2 separate regions of the Canis lupus genome follow, and region 1 is linked to region 2. Evidence: chromatin contacts called from public Hi-C data. All regions are on one chromosome and are shown on one strand. Each heading gives the region's core, a stretch centred on a gene start, on an enhancer-like site or on the middle of the called end of the contact. The rest is flanking DNA. Distances are from core to core; before and after follow the strand shown.

The links. A called contact is a pair of places that touch in the nucleus more often than the background predicts.
Region 1: a Hi-C map of blood shows a contact between it and region 2, with 4 times the contacts expected there. The contact joins the promoter of TTLL5 here to the promoter of NEK9 in region 2. A contact is called at or near these places in 4 of 9 Hi-C or Micro-C datasets (amygdala, blood and skin fibroblasts).

The regions. Positions count from the first base shown.
Region 1 is chr8:48,962,192-48,969,858 of UU_Cfam_GSD_1.0, reverse strand. It overlaps TTLL5 (tubulin polyglutamylase TTLL5), which reads right to left and starts at 3,387. Exons shown (of 34, transcript XR_005363557.1): 1 at 3,245-3,387; 2 at 1,572-1,740. It overlaps ERG28 (ergosterol biosynthetic protein 28 homolog), which reads left to right and starts at 3,763. Exons shown (of 5, transcript XM_038545339.1): 1 at 3,763-3,918; 2 at 6,432-6,595. The coding sequence starts at 6,463.
Region 2 is chr8:48,531,469-48,538,888 of UU_Cfam_GSD_1.0, reverse strand. It overlaps NEK9 (serine/threonine-protein kinase Nek9), which reads left to right and starts at 1,979. Exons shown (of 22, transcript XM_038545297.1): 1 at 1,979-2,340; 2 at 4,553-4,730; 3 at 6,489-6,544; 4 at 7,088-7,158. The coding sequence starts at 2,122.

The DNA.
Region 1 (7,667 bases), core at 2,138-4,637, 430 kb before region 2:
GCCACTAGACTACCTATGGTCACAGTATTCCTCATCTGGTGTGATGAGGCTGGACAACAATTTGGCAGCTCTCCTCTCAATCAATCAATCAGCTGCCAGATGGCACCCATCACAGTGGTGGTCCAGACACTATGATTCTTCCCAATATTCCCCACTTTTAAGTGCTAATCAAAGACTACCCCCACAGGGTCGGGGTGCCCGGGTGGTATAGTTGGTTGAGCATCTGACTCTTGGTTTCCACTAAAGTCATGATCTCAGGATGGTGAGATCAAGCCCAACTCCGAAGAGCACTAATAAAAAATATTCATGAAGTAAAAGAATGATCCTGAAATTAGACTGATGCTCGCAAAAATCAAAAATTTCGTAAAATAGGGAAGAGGCAGCACACAGAAAGCAAAAACTCACAAGAGGATAAAGTGATCAGACGGAATTATCCATTTAATTATCCTGAATAAGACTGACCCAAATATAATGTCAAAGCTCTATTATTTTCTATGACCTAACAGTGATGGAAGCCTTTCCCCAAAGCTATATGAATGCTTCAATAATTTTTTCTAGTTACATTAAATAATGTAACCTTCTACTTTATAATAAGAAATCCACTTTAAATTCAATATTAAAGCTAGTAACAATACTGTCTTAACATTTGTATGGCACTTCATCATTTATAAAGCTTCATACATATCATACATATCATTCTATTTGATCCTAACCATACCCCTACAAAACAGCCTGAGAGGTTTTATCCCCACTTTTCAGGTTACATAGCACACATGTGTACCTAAGGGGATTCACAGAGAAGCTTAAAAACTAATCTTAACTTTAAGTCAGACTCTCTCTTTGTTCCCTGTGTCAAGTAATAATGTTCAAAGAGGCAAAATAGCAGGTGCCTCAAAATCCAGGAAAACCAGGTCTGAATTTCAATCCATCACTCACACTCTCTGAACCCCTGAAAAAGTTCTTTGATCTGTGTGAAGCTGAGCTTACTAAAGTGGGAATAATAACATCCTCCGATTAAATGAGACACATCAGTTAAAGCCCTTACTGTCATCTATGCTAAATGATAAGCTGCACTTATTACCATCATTCATTTTTATTATTATGAGAATCCAGCAATCAAAAAACTAGAAGATCTCAGGAAAGCAATGTGGTCCAATGGCACAGCACAGGTCATAGAATTCTAACGTACTGTCCCACAGTTATTCTGGTACATACTATTTTCTATCATTGTAAGGCGTTTGAGAAAATAACTTATCTCATAGATGTTGGAGACCTCCTTTGCTTTAATATCTACAAATTTAAAAATCTCCTATGTTAGGAGCTCCAGTCAAGAGTTCACAAATAGCAATATCTAGAGCCAAGATTCACTCATGAACCCAGAAACAGAACCTTATCTCATTTCAGATAGCCAATGGTGATCAACTCATAATATCTTGGTTCAGTTTGTGGCTAGAAAATAAAACCAGAGTCAGACTATACCAAGGAAGAATGAGGTAAAAGAAGGTTTAAGTAAAAGAGAGTTATTTTCCACCCTAAAGGCAAAGGGTCAAGGCAGTCTTGCTCTTACTTACTCTTGGCTTACCACCTCCTCATCCTCTGAGGATGATGCTGTTTCCTCCAGGTCCCGGGCCATCACGACTGGCATTTCCTTTAGGGTTTGTCATGCAGTCAGCAGACGGGGGCCTCAGGGACCTTTCCTTGAAGATTCACTGGGTCAAACAATTTAGGTGGCACGGATTCCTGCAAGAAAGCCAAATGATGTGAAACATAATGCCATTTTCTACTTGGTGATTATTGCTATTGATCTTCCATGCAACAAATAAGAGTATTTACCTAAATGGTGTGCAACATCTAGAAGCTTACCTTCTATCACAGTGCCTCTCATATGCCACAAAAATCAAGGCTTTTTTCAAACATACCGTCTGTCCTTCATGTATTTAAAGAGCTGTTATTCAGTTTGAGCTTTTCAATTTTCTCATATATACTAAAACTAACAAAAATTAGCTTTTTAGGAAAGTCTGAGGTAGGTGGGTGACTGCCCAAAAACAGACAGACCCCATGCTGGAAAAACTTGCTTTTTTTTATTTTAAGAATAAAAACTCAAGATATACAATGCTTGAAAATATTTCTTTAGACTCTAGGACAGGCATACAGGTGAAATGCCCTCATACTTCACTAAAACAAATTTAACTACTAAACTATAAGATTAGTATATTCTCCTGAATCAAGGTCATAAATAGCTGAAAACAAAACAAAACTGTCCTTCCAAACACTCTCAAAAATCATTCTCCGCTACTGAAAATCACAAACTATGATTTGACTCCCAAATAGACCTTGAAATTAGGATATTTCCAAGTTAAAATATTTTTTTTGCATCCGTAAAAAATACATGTTCGTTGTGTTTAAGGATGGGATTGAAATTACAGGTAAAGAAAACGAAAACGTTTCGATGCCCATAACCCTGTTACTCCGACATAACCATGTGATGTCTATCTTTGCAGATCTCATTTTTCTATACATTCAAAATATGATAAAGATCGTCTACAAGACCAAAAAAAAAAAAAAAAAAAAAAAAACCTGGCAATCCCGGTAACGATCCCTACAGATCCTCAGCGGAACGGGCAATATCTAACAACTTCAAAGAAGATGTCCTTCCGAGGATTCCCAACGGGATTTCTCGATCTTTCCCAAAGTGTTGGGAAGTCCTTTATTTTTTTTTTTAATTTATTTATGATAGTCACACACACAGAGAGAGAGAGAGAGAGAGAGGCAGAGACACAGGCAGAGGGAGAAGCAGGCTCCATGCACCGGGAGCCCGATGTGGGATTCGATCCCGGGTCTCCAGGATCGCGCCCTGAGCCAAAGGCAGGCACCAAACCGCTGCGCCACCCAGGGAAGTCCTTTAAATTAAAGCACACGAAACCTCCCAGGGAGGAAGGGATGCCAAACCCGTTGCAGGCTGCCAGCCGAGCGGAGAAGACGGCGATCCGAAGAAGATTAAGGACACTCGCCCGAGGAGCGTCCCCGCCCTAAAGGGATCAGCCCCGCGGTCCCACCCCCGGCAGGTCCTCAGATGCTCCCCGCGGGAGGGCAGGGGGGACTCCGCCGCGGCGATTCAGCCCGGCGCGCCCGGAAACCAACAGCTGCTCCCGGACCCCGACAGGGAAGTGCAGCGGCCGGCGCCCGCCCAGACTCGGGAGCTCCCCTCCCTCGCGGAGCGGAGCGCGCCAGCGCAGGCGTTTACCTGGCTCATCTTCCCATGGCTCGGGGCCGGCCGGCCGGCGGGGACCGCGCTCTGCGCCTACCTCCCTCCTCCTTCCCCAGCCGGGCTCCCGGCCGCCGCCGACCGCTGCTTCCCCCGTTACTACAACAACCAACCAGCAACCGCCCGCTCGGAGCCACTGCGCAGGCGCCCGCCACCCCGCGCTTAAAAACGCTCGGCTTTGGGCGCGAAGGAATGTCGTCACTCGGCTTTGGGCGCGAAGGAATGTCGTCACCGCCGCGCCGCGCGGGCGCAGAGCTTTGCTCTCAGCCAAAGTCTCGACTCCTTTTTTTTTTTTTTCTTTTTTCCGCTCTTTCTCCCTCCACCAGCCTCCAGCGCCGGGGTTCTTCGGCCACGCTCAACCGGACGGCCCCGCGGCGCGAGTGGCGGTACCCAGGGTGAAGCTTGGGCATCGGCGACCACTGATTGGCAGTAAGAGGGTTCACGCCCCATCTCCTGCTCGAGCACAACCGGAGCCGCCAATCAGAGCGAGGACTGACGGAAACGACCCAATCCTGGAGCCGGGCTGTGGGCGGGGGCGAGGACAAATGGCTCAGGTGGGCTCCTCGCTCGTTGGACCGCTTTTGGAGCTTGGCTGCTGCCGCCGGGGCTCCCGCTGGTGCTGCCCGCTGCTGTGCTGGGGATCCGGTCACCAGGTACGGACCATGTGGAGGAGAAGAGGGGGGGACGTGTTTGTGTGGCATCTGACGGAAAGGATCCAGGGAGCCTGGAAAAATGGAGGCGAGACCAAGGGTTGGAGAGACCTTGAGACGGGGGAGCTGGGACTGTGAAGATGAAGAAGGGCTTGGTAGGCTGGAGGAACCAATGAGCGGATGGATGAATGAGCGGCTACTCTGAGCCCAGGGCAAGGAACCTTCACCTTCTCACGGAATAACCCTTGAGATGGGTTTTTGTTTTTTGTCTTTGTTTTTGTTTTTTAACTCCATTTTGCAGATTTCTCACGCAGGGTCTCACAGCTGCAAAATGATTGTTGGAAGGGTAGGAACCTCCCTCCTGACTAGTTTTAACACCACACCTTTCCTGGGCCGGGCCAGGACAAAATTGGAGAACAGATGTTGGGTACTCTCGGAGGCTCTAAAGCTTTGGGGCAAATGGGGGTGAGGATTCTGGTAGAGCAGATCGGAAGAGTGCTCAGGCTCTGCCCTCATCAGCCATCTGTTAGGATTTCTAAGTGCTTCCGTAAAATGGGCATAAGTTCTCTCAGAGAAGGGGGCTCTCCATAAGGCGTTTCTGACCCTGGGAGGAGAAAGCCTGAGTCTCCTATTGAGAAATGGTGAGAAAATAAGGATGTGTGTGTGTGGGGGGGGGGTGTCTTGGCCCATGCCATGACCACTTCTGATCTCCAATAAAGCTGTGTTCTCTCTGGACTTCAACAAGATCCATTGTTGTCATCTACCCCTCCCTGAGGGATTCCTGCTTCCTCCTCTAGAGCTCCTTTTTTTGTTTCTCTATTTTGTTTTCTTTTTAGTGCTTCACACTGTCTTATGCCATGGCTGACTTTAATATCGATTTCAGCTGATCATACTGAAACTTGTGCCAGAGTGACAAAGGAAGCCTGATGACTTATCACCACTTCAGGCCCAAGAAGTTAACCTTACAACAGATGAACTGTGGGGAAAGCAAAAAACAACCAAAAAAAAAAAAAAAAACTACAATGAAAATGAGAAGTAGTAGTTCTGTTCTTAAATTCTTTATCCACGAGTTTTATTTAAATCAAGTTGATTGAAATCGTTGCTCCTCAAGGATTCGTGGAAGCTTTTTTTTTTAAACAAAAAATACAGAACGTAATTGGATTTTGTATACAACTTCAAGGCACAAGCGTATATAGTATACTTAGTCTTTGAGAATAGAAACTTCATCAAAATATTCTCAAACAGTGAGGCAGTATTGCAATATAGAATCCAACAAAGCATAATTTGAATCTCAGCTTTGCCACGCATAAGCTGTGTAACTTCAAGCAAATCACTTAATTTCTCCGTGCCAACTCTCATCTGTCAAATGGAAATAGTAATAGTGCCTACCCACCTTGTTTAGGGATTAAATGAGATAATATATACATGGCATATACAAGTGCATGATAACTGTTAGCTGTCATAATCTCTCTCTCTCTTTTTTTTTAAGATTTTATTCATTTATTAATGAGAGACATAGAAAGAGAGAGGCAGAGACACAGGCAGAGGGAGAAGCAGGCTCCATGCAGGGAGCCTGACGTGGCACTCGATCCCGGGTCTCCAGGATCACGCCCCAGGCTGAAGGTGGCGCCAAACCGCTGGGCCACTGGGGCTACCCTGTCATAATCTCTCTTGCAACCCAACACCAACATTACTGTTTCCTTCTCCATTCAATTTTCATGCTTGTTTTCAAGTCACAAAAGTTTAACTTTTATTTTGTTCTAGCTTATGGAGCATGAGTGACCTGAGAACCAGAGTAGAGAACACCTGAGACTGTAAATATTGCCATCACTCCATAGATCCCACTCAAATGTATAAGGCTTTCCTGTGCTTAGAAGGGTCTGTCATCAATAGCTAGACGGATATGTTAGTAGATTTATCATTACCTTGCGCCACTTGCATTATAAGAATGACATAAAAAAACTAGGCTAGGGGTTTAGATATTAAAGGACTGATTCCAGCCAAGAGAAAACAGTTCTGATTTAGGCTACCATTGTGGAGAAGTTGCTTAGACAAAAATAAGTACTGTGCCACCTACTGCAAAGTATACTGTTGATTCACTGCTACTAGTATGAGTAAATATCAAGACCAGTTTCTCTTAGTGTCACACAAATCCATTTTATTACTTTATAGTAATATTTGTACACCTCCTTTTCGTTTGTTTCCTTTTTTCTCCATTATTTTTGTCTGGCTTTACCATTTCCAGCCATTGCGTTATTTAGCCTTTTTTACTCTAGGTACAGGTTAGCACCCTTCGATATAGGGCAAATATCCAAAGGCAGTGAACTAACCCTGTGAAGTAAGAATAGTATGTTAAGATAACTGAGGGTGGATGGGCCTTAGAGACTTGGAAAGGAATTCGCAAAATGATTGCCCAGATAACTTATGAGTGGGACGCAAGTTAACTACCCAAATCAGATAGCTTATGCTTGAAGTAGACTAACTGCTGTCTCCTGTTTTTTGCCTTTGTTCCCAAGGCAAAAAGCTTTCTCGGGTTGGAGGGAAGTCATGAGCCGTTTCTTGAATGTGTTACGAAGCTGGCTGGTTATGGTGTCCATCATAGCCATAGGGAACACGCTGCAGAGCTTCCGAGACCACACCTTTCTCTATGAAAAGCTCTACACTGGCAAGCCGGATCTTGGTAAGAAGTCAGAGAACTGCATCCTGTATGGGAGTGGCCTAATTGTGGTTCCCAGACCAGGCTATCCTTGAGAACTACCTAAGAAATTTAAAAGCAAACATCACAGGTACCTATTTTCTCCTCCAAACTTATTTCCTGAAATTTCTACACCAAGTGGGGCCCCAAGTCTATTTTTTCGTAACCTCCCAGGTGATTCTGCTGCTGGCTAACTCGGAAAGCCACTGGAATAATAGACTTTCTGGATAGCACTTGGCCCTTTTTCCCCCAAGCTTGTCTGAATACATTTTCATCCATGTTATACTGTCCTTTACATTTCACAGACAATACAAATGTATTACAAGGATAAGTGAGAAGATAGAGTTATTTGGTGACTCTGGGATGCCCCACTAGAAAGCGACAAAAAAGCTTTTCATATGATCTCAGCCCTCTTCAGAAGCAAGGCTGTGCCATGGTTTATTCCATGCTGCAGATAGGGAGTTACCAATCCAAGCTCTTCCCAAACACTGAAGAGTCCCTGAGAAGATGTCCAAAATTCCTCTGAACTGGTCTCCCAAAGTGAAACTGAGAAGGCCTCTGCTGGCCTTACCCAGTTTCCTGAGCCTCCCAGCTGAGAGTATTTTCACATTTCAGCTTGTGCTTCCTTGCACTGATGTGTGGGGTAGTGGTGTTTGAGCTGCAGCACCATTTCACGCAGCTGACAATTCTGTGTCACATTTATAGCTAACCCAGATTCGGGCTCTGACCTAGCTCATTTTTCTGTAACATCTCCATACAAAATGAATCTTAAGTAGGCTAAGGCTCATTTTGAGCAAAGCTCAATAGGAGTAAAGTATCTGGAAAAGTTCCACTTCCCTCCCCCCCCCCCCCAAACACTGCCCTCTGCTGTGTAGATTCACAGGATTTTAGAGGTTATCTGACCTAGTCCTCCAGAATTTCACCTGATGCCTAAACTGGCTACAGATGATGAGATATTCCACTTTTGTGTGTCACTAACTAGAGCTATTTCCCCAGCCTTTTCATCAGAAGAGCTGTCAAACTGGTTTGACATTATAAAGAATGTAGCCTTCTGGGG
Region 2 (7,420 bases), core at 730-3,229:
CCCTGGGTGGTGCAGCGGTTTGGCGCCTGCCTTTGGCCTAGGGCGCGATCCTGGAGACCCAGGATCGATTCCCACGTCGGGCTCCCGGTGCATGGAGCCTGCTTCTCTCTGCCTGTGTCTCTGCCTCTCTTTCTCTCTCTGTGACTATCATAAATAAATAAAAAAAAATTAAAAAAATAAAATAAAATAAAAGGGTCATTGATGAGCTGTAGAGAGGTCAAAGGAGTGTGAATTCATCTTTCACAACTCCCCTACCCCATTCTACCAATTCTCTTTATCCTCTCCTTGCAATCACTATCCACCTCATTAAAAATCAGGAAGTGAATCTCCTGGACTCATTTATTTACCTCATCAACCACATCCCTACTGATCATAAAGTTCTAAATGTTCCTCAGATGGAGATGCCTGGGTGGCTCAGTTGGTTAAGCATCTGCCTTTGGCTTGGGTCATAATCCCAGAGTCCTGAGATTGAGCCCCAATTCAGGCTCCCTGTTGAGCAGGAGCTTCCTTCTCTCCGCGCCCCCCCCCCCCCCACTCTCATGCTTTCTCTCCCTATCTTTCACTCAGGTAATTAAAATCTCTTAAAAAATAAATGTTTCTCAGATGGATTTCTCAAATATGGACTTCCTTTCCACTCACACTGATAGATAAATACTTCAGTGCCTCTTCTTTTCTTAGAATTTTATTGTCTCTTAACTGGTCTCCCTGCTTCTAGCCTTTGTCCTCCACATTGTTAACAGAGTTCTTAAGAAAATATATCTTTGGTCTTATGTAAAGTGACTGTTGTTTATTGTCTGAGCTGGGCACTTGAGCAAAATAAAGCTCTATTATGCCTGGGGAAAAGGCGTGAATTGGGACTTCCCCAGCAAATTAGGATAGTCACTAATCATATACTCCCCTCCTTAAAAATTTCAATTTATTTTCTATTGTCCACAGGAAAGCCAAACTCAACAATTGAAGCCCTGTCTTCTCTTGCTTCTGCCCTACATACACCCTGGCCTCCAGCCACATGACTTTCTCTTACTCTCAAGACATGCTCTCTGAAAGATGTGGATCCAGATTACTGGGTTTGACTTCCCTTATTAGCTGTGTAACACTGAGCAAGTTACTTAATCTCTCTATCTCAGTTCCCTCGGTAGATTGGGGAAAAATATGAGGATTAAGTGGGATGACTCAAGGAAAGACAACCTTTAACAGTGTTAGGAACAAAACACTCAATAAAACTTAGCTGTTAACTCTGTGATACAGGTCATGTTCCTACAGCTTTACAGATTTTAAAAAAGCTTGGAGATGTAAAGTTGCCCGAGGTCAATAACTGATGGAACATGTTTTTTCACTGTATTACAATTCTCTTAGCGACTTGAGGGTTTAGAGCATCTTCTTGTAGATTTCCCACCTTCAAATATACTGGCACCCCGTGCTCCAAGAATGTTGCAAGAGGTCAGACGGTCAAAGATTTGGACAGATACACGGAAGGAGAATGTTAAATCGGGGAAAAGAGAGTTGACTTAAAATATTTTGGGGAGTTGTATAGAAGAGGGAAGGACCTAGGGTGGTTCTGGGAGCAACGACTGGGCCTACGGGCTGAGATGACAGGAGGCAAGTATTTCCGCTTACTACAGTTATCTTCAGTATCTCCCTAAACAACGAGCACTGTCCAACGTGGAATCACCGCGCTCGAGATAGGCCTGGCGCCGAGATGCGACGGGGCGACCTCCGGACCTCGGAGCCGTTGGATCCTGGCCAGGGATCGGGGGCGGGTCCACAGACCGGTCGGCGACTCCCCGGCCGCCGCCAGAGCCCTTGGGTTCCAGGCCGCCCGCCCGCCCCGACGGCCAGCCAGCGCGGCCCGCCGGCAGGGAGGGAGGGAGGGAGGCGGGGGGGGGGGGGGGGAGCCGGGCCGGGGACTCAGCAAGTGGGCCGGCGGGGGCGGAGGAAAGCCCGCCGGGCCGGAAGCACCCGGAACTGCTTCCGGGTCAGGGGGCAGGAGCCACCATGGAGCCTCGCGGGGTAGCGGGGCGGACGGAGCCGCGGGCCGGCGTCTGAAGGGGGAGAGCAGTAGCGCGGCCAGCGCCGGCCGGCGCCGCTGGGGACACGCAGGCCGGTCCCGCAGCCGCCACCATGTCGGTGCTGGGCGAGTACGAGCGACACTGCGACTCCATCAACTCGGACTTTGGGAGCGAGTCCGGGGGTGGCGGGGACTCGGGCCCCGGGCCCAGCGCCGGTCCCGGGCCGCGAGGCGGCGGCGGCGCGGCGGAGCAGGAGGAGCTGCACTACATCCCCATCCGCGTCCTGGGCCGCGGCGCCTTCGGGGAGGCCACGCTGTACCGCCGCACAGAGGTAGCGGCCCCCGGCTCCGGCCGCCCCAGCCCCTCCTTCGCCGCCCCGCTTTCCAGCCCCGAGGCTGGCGCCTCCCTCGTCCTCACTTAGGTCACTTAGGTTTGCGTGGCCGCAGGGTGTTTGTCTCCGGGTCTTCTCCACTCTTCCAGCTCCCCTGCGCCGGGAGTTTAGATCCCCGGTTTTACTGACTGATGGTTTCTGTCGAACCTGGGGAACTGAGCAAAGCGTTGAACCTTCTCTGAGCCTTAGTTTTCCCATCTGTAAATTGGGGTTAATGATAACCCCCCTAAAAATAATCTTTTATTTTTTTAAGTTTGATTTTGAGAATCGAAGGTACTTTGCAAACTAAAGTGGCATACGAATGTGAAGTGTTGTCAAAACTTCCTTCCCTCGTGTGTACAGCTCTCCGAGGTCGGGGTGGAGAGGAGGGGAATAGCTTCAAAATTCCCACGTTAGTGGCAATTCCACCGTCTTTGCCGCTATCTTTAAATTCAGGTATGAACACCTAGTTGGAGATTTTTTAGAAGATCCTTGGGTTCGTCACTTTCTTCATCTGTGTTTGTGAATGGGAAATACCTTTCTGGCATATTCTAAGCCACTGTTTCTTAACTTGGGTTAGGGGGAGGCAAGGACTCCTTTGAAAACCTAATGTAAAAATAATCCGTCCCTCCCCGCCCCGCTTTGCATATATACACATCCTTTGAAGAGATTCATAGATCACTGACCCCCCAAGTCCAGAACGTATACTGATCTGAAGCCTTGTAGTGCTGACACTACTTCCAAAAACTAACCATCAATTGGACTTTATCACTAAAGTCTTAAACTTGAAGACTGTGGGTGATGAAGATTCACCCATAAATGATCCATTTGCAGTTCTGGGGTGTGTTCCAAGCTAGCATAGTTTTTAAGGCCGAAAGTTGGAGGAGGGGAAGTGGGTGGTTGCAAGAGAAAATTTTCCTGTTCTTTTTTATCTTAGTGCAACATTAATGTACAGTTTTAGGGTTACTGTTGGTATTCTGTTTTTCTTATTTGTACTCATGAGAAGGAGAAGATGAGCATTGCTGTTTCTGTTTTATAATTAAACTAAGACAGTATATTTAAATGACTTGACACTTAGAAGTAAATCTTGGGCTAGAACAGTGTTTCAGGTCTCCTCTCCCATGCCTTTCCATCATGTTGAACTTGATTATTGAGGTTGGTTTATGTAAAATTTGATTATACTTCTCAAAAATGGCAGACCATTGTTCATATTGCCAAATGTTTATGATGTTTGTGAATTTACAAAGGTTTAATTAGAAGCAGCCCTTTCTCTCCAGAAGGTTTTATTTCAGTGGAAAGACAAGTTGGCCATTAGTTTTTTTTTTTTAAAGCATTTAAGTTGAATGTGTATATAAATGAGAAAGGATGCACAAATATCATACCAGTGTAAGTTGTGAAAATGAAGGAATGGTTGCACTGAATAAAGGCACAGTAGAAGGTTTATCAGGATAACCCCTTACCCCCAAGTTTAAAAGTTCTGGCAGAATCATTCTAAAGGATAAGGAGAATGATTTAGGTGGGGATGCTCCAGGGCTGGGAAGCAGTATCAGTAAAGAATTTGGGTGTTGTAAAAGGGAGTGGATATTGGGAGCTGCAGATAAGTTGTCATGGATAGAGGGAAACACATGACACAAAAGTTATAGGAGCTATAGGAGTTGCAACATAGGGCAGGTGAGGGAAGTGAACTCTAAGCCCTTAGGCATCACTTATTCCTATCCAGAAACCATAAACAGAAATCACTAGAGAAATCTAAATTTATAAAATTAGAGATAAGTTTAATATTACCATTTTACAAGGAACTGTAACTAGCTATAGATAACCATGCTCTCCAGCTCTCCATTTCTCCCAATATTCTAGCCCTACTACTGCTTATCATGACTAGCAGGTTGTCATAATGTCCCTCAATAGAATCTTAGAGATCTACCTTTCCTATTTTTACCTGAAATTGACATCATGCAAATTAAGTGTAGCAGCAATGTAACAGCATCTTAGTGCTTTGCGCAATTGTATGAAGAACCTTTAAATTCTGTTCCTGTTTTTTTTAAAGGAAAAAATAAAAGGAGTCAGTCTCTGCCCATCTAGGAAGTTTTCTTTCTAGACTTACAGATCCAGGTGTGGATTCATTCTCTGCCAGGCAAGAGTAAAGCACAATACCTCTATTAATGTGTTGTAGGATGACTCACTGGTTGTGTGGAAGGAAGTTGATTTGATCCGACTGTCAGAGAAGGAACGTCGTGACGCCTTGAATGAGATTGTTATTCTGGCGCTGCTGCAGCATGACAACATTATTGCCTACTACAATCACTTCATGGACAATACCACCCTGCTGATTGAGCTGGAATATTGTAACGGTAAGGTCGAATTCAACGGGCCCTCCTTTGGCAAGACATTCTTGTACCTTGAGGGGGAGAAAAAAATAAAAGGCATATACATTGATTAAAAATTTTAAGTGGATTTCTAGAGTTGAAGGGAAATAACTCAAATAGTTTAAGAGAATAGTTCTTAGAGAATTTTTAAGTGAGTTACAAAATAAGGAAAGGGATTTTCCCCTGCATATTCAAATTCTTGTGCTTATAGTTCCAACTTCAAATTATTTGTTCAGTTGAATTTCACATTCACTTTTCAAGGTTTTTTTCACATGAATTAACTTTAGGCATTAGTGTTAGACATCTAACTAGGCACTAAGAAACATGTGGCATGGCACGGCTTGATGTAATATTAATGAAATCTTATGAGTGTTATTTATTTATTTTAACTCAGCCAAAGTTATCCAACTGAAAAGTGGTTTAAAGTTCATAGCTGAATGAAAATGGCACATGGTAAAGCATGGCCTTAATTTATCTGGTCTCTGATTTCTTTGGACCATTTTGCTTGTAGATAGTATTAGCTCAGTTCTAAGAATATAGACTCTAAACCCATATCACAAGCTCCAGTACTTCTTAACTCTGTAACTTTGCAAGAAACTTTCTCTGCCTCAGCTTCTTCATCTTAGTATGAATTTACTAATAAACAGTATCTGTCTTCTAGGGTTGTTGCATTAGATGAATATGTAAAGCCCCTATCATAGTTCTTGGGATAGTAGTAAATCTTTAATACATACTGTACTAGCTCTTATCCTTATTACATAGGAGAACGCTCAAAGCCCTTTCTTGAGCTACAAGCTAAAAAAAGTCCCAGCATATTCTTCACTTAGATCTCTAAGAAAAAGATCCTAGACTTCTAACTTTTTGTGTTTTTGGCTTATGTACCGTGATTGTTGCTGGTTCTGATCAACCCTTAATGTATAAGATTATATTAGAGATTTCTGAAATAGCAGAAGCCTAAGCAGCTAACTTCCTTTGTGGTTAGGAGGGACTAGAACAAGTGGTAGATTTGTTGAAACATTGAGTTACTAACTTAAAGGGAAAGGCATTGTGAAACTGAGACGAGCTAAGGCGGCAGTTATAGTTGCAGGTAGGCAGTAAAATGAATGGTGATCATTTGTAGTCTGTTATTTGATAAAGGCAAGGGAGAAACAAATTCAGAGTTCTTCCTTAGGAAGGAGTTAGTAAAGGGAGTAATGATTGGAAACAGTCTAGGGTATACCCTAAATTATGGAAACCGTTTCAGTGTGAAGTAGTAAAAAAAAAAAAAAAAAGGAAATTGTCAATGAGATACACCTGTATGTACAAAACATGGCATCACAGGTATAACCCAAATGTTCTAGTAGTCACAGTCACACCAGAGAGTTATTACAAAAATATTGCCGTGTCCCTTAAAAGGAGTCCTAGGAAAGAAAATCTTTTGATTTTGAAGACTTTCAAGGTATTTTGCTATTTAGGATAATATAGGAATGGGCTTTGTTCTTATCTTTTCTAAAAATCTCATACTTCCCATTTTTGTATTGAGCCTCCCTTGTTAGGGAAGGGAAACTTTGAAGAAGACTTTGGATACAGTCCTCAAAAGGATGGGAAGAGTTTTGTAAAGAACCAAGAGAAAAGAAGGGGTTTCCTTTGGAGAGGAAGCAGAATCCTTCAGTTCCTTGTGTCACTTGTTAAAACCCTAGTGGCTACAGGAGCCAAGCTTTGATCTTTATGAAGCAATTCACACCTGTCTCTTGTTAATTGCAGGAGGGAACCTGTATGACAAAATCCTTCGTCAGAAGGACAAGTTGTTTGAGGAAGAGGTAATTCATGCTTCTTTGGAAGGAACCTAGAATTGTATATTGTTGTGATTCTTACATTCTAGGCCTATATTTACTCTTCCAACAATGAAGAGTGTTTTTTTCCTTTTGTTCAGACTCCTTCCAGGCTCTGGTTGCTATTCATGAGAAAGGAAACCTCTAACAGGGAAGCTCTAGCTGCTTCCTAAACGCTTTACCTCCACATCATGATTCTCTATGGGCTTTCTTTCCCCGGTTCTATTACTGCAGACTGGTATGCCCAGTTTTCTATACTTTTGCGTTCTTTTTCGTTTTTTTCCACAACTCTGCTTCACCATCCCATATTTTATAATAACATCGGAATCGTTTTTATGATGACCTGCTTTTTATTTTTACCCCTACCACTTTTCTTTGCCTACTCAGCCTTCAAGCAAGAGATGTCAGGTCATGTTGTATCATAACCTCTGGTTGCAGTTTCCTTTGTTTTGTTTGTTTTAGTATGTGTCTTTATTTAAATGGAATTTTTTTTTGTTTTCAGTCCAAATATAATTTTTTTTTTTTCTGTAGATGGTGGTATGGTACCTATTTCAGATTGTTTCAGCAGTGAGCTGTATCCATAAAGCTGGAATCCTTCATAGGTAATGAGTGAAAGAATGTGGGACAGAGGGGTATCTGAGTGACTCAGTGAGGTATCTGACTCTTAATTTCAGCTCAGGTCTTGATCTCAGGATCATGAATTCAAGCCCTGCATTGGGCTCCATGCTGGGTGTGTGTGGAGCCTACTTTAAAAAAATATATTTGAGGGCAGCCTGGGTGGCTCAGCGGTTTGGCACCACCTTCGGCCCGGGGCGTGATCCTGGAGACCTGGAATCAAGTCCCACGTCGGGCTCACTGCATGGA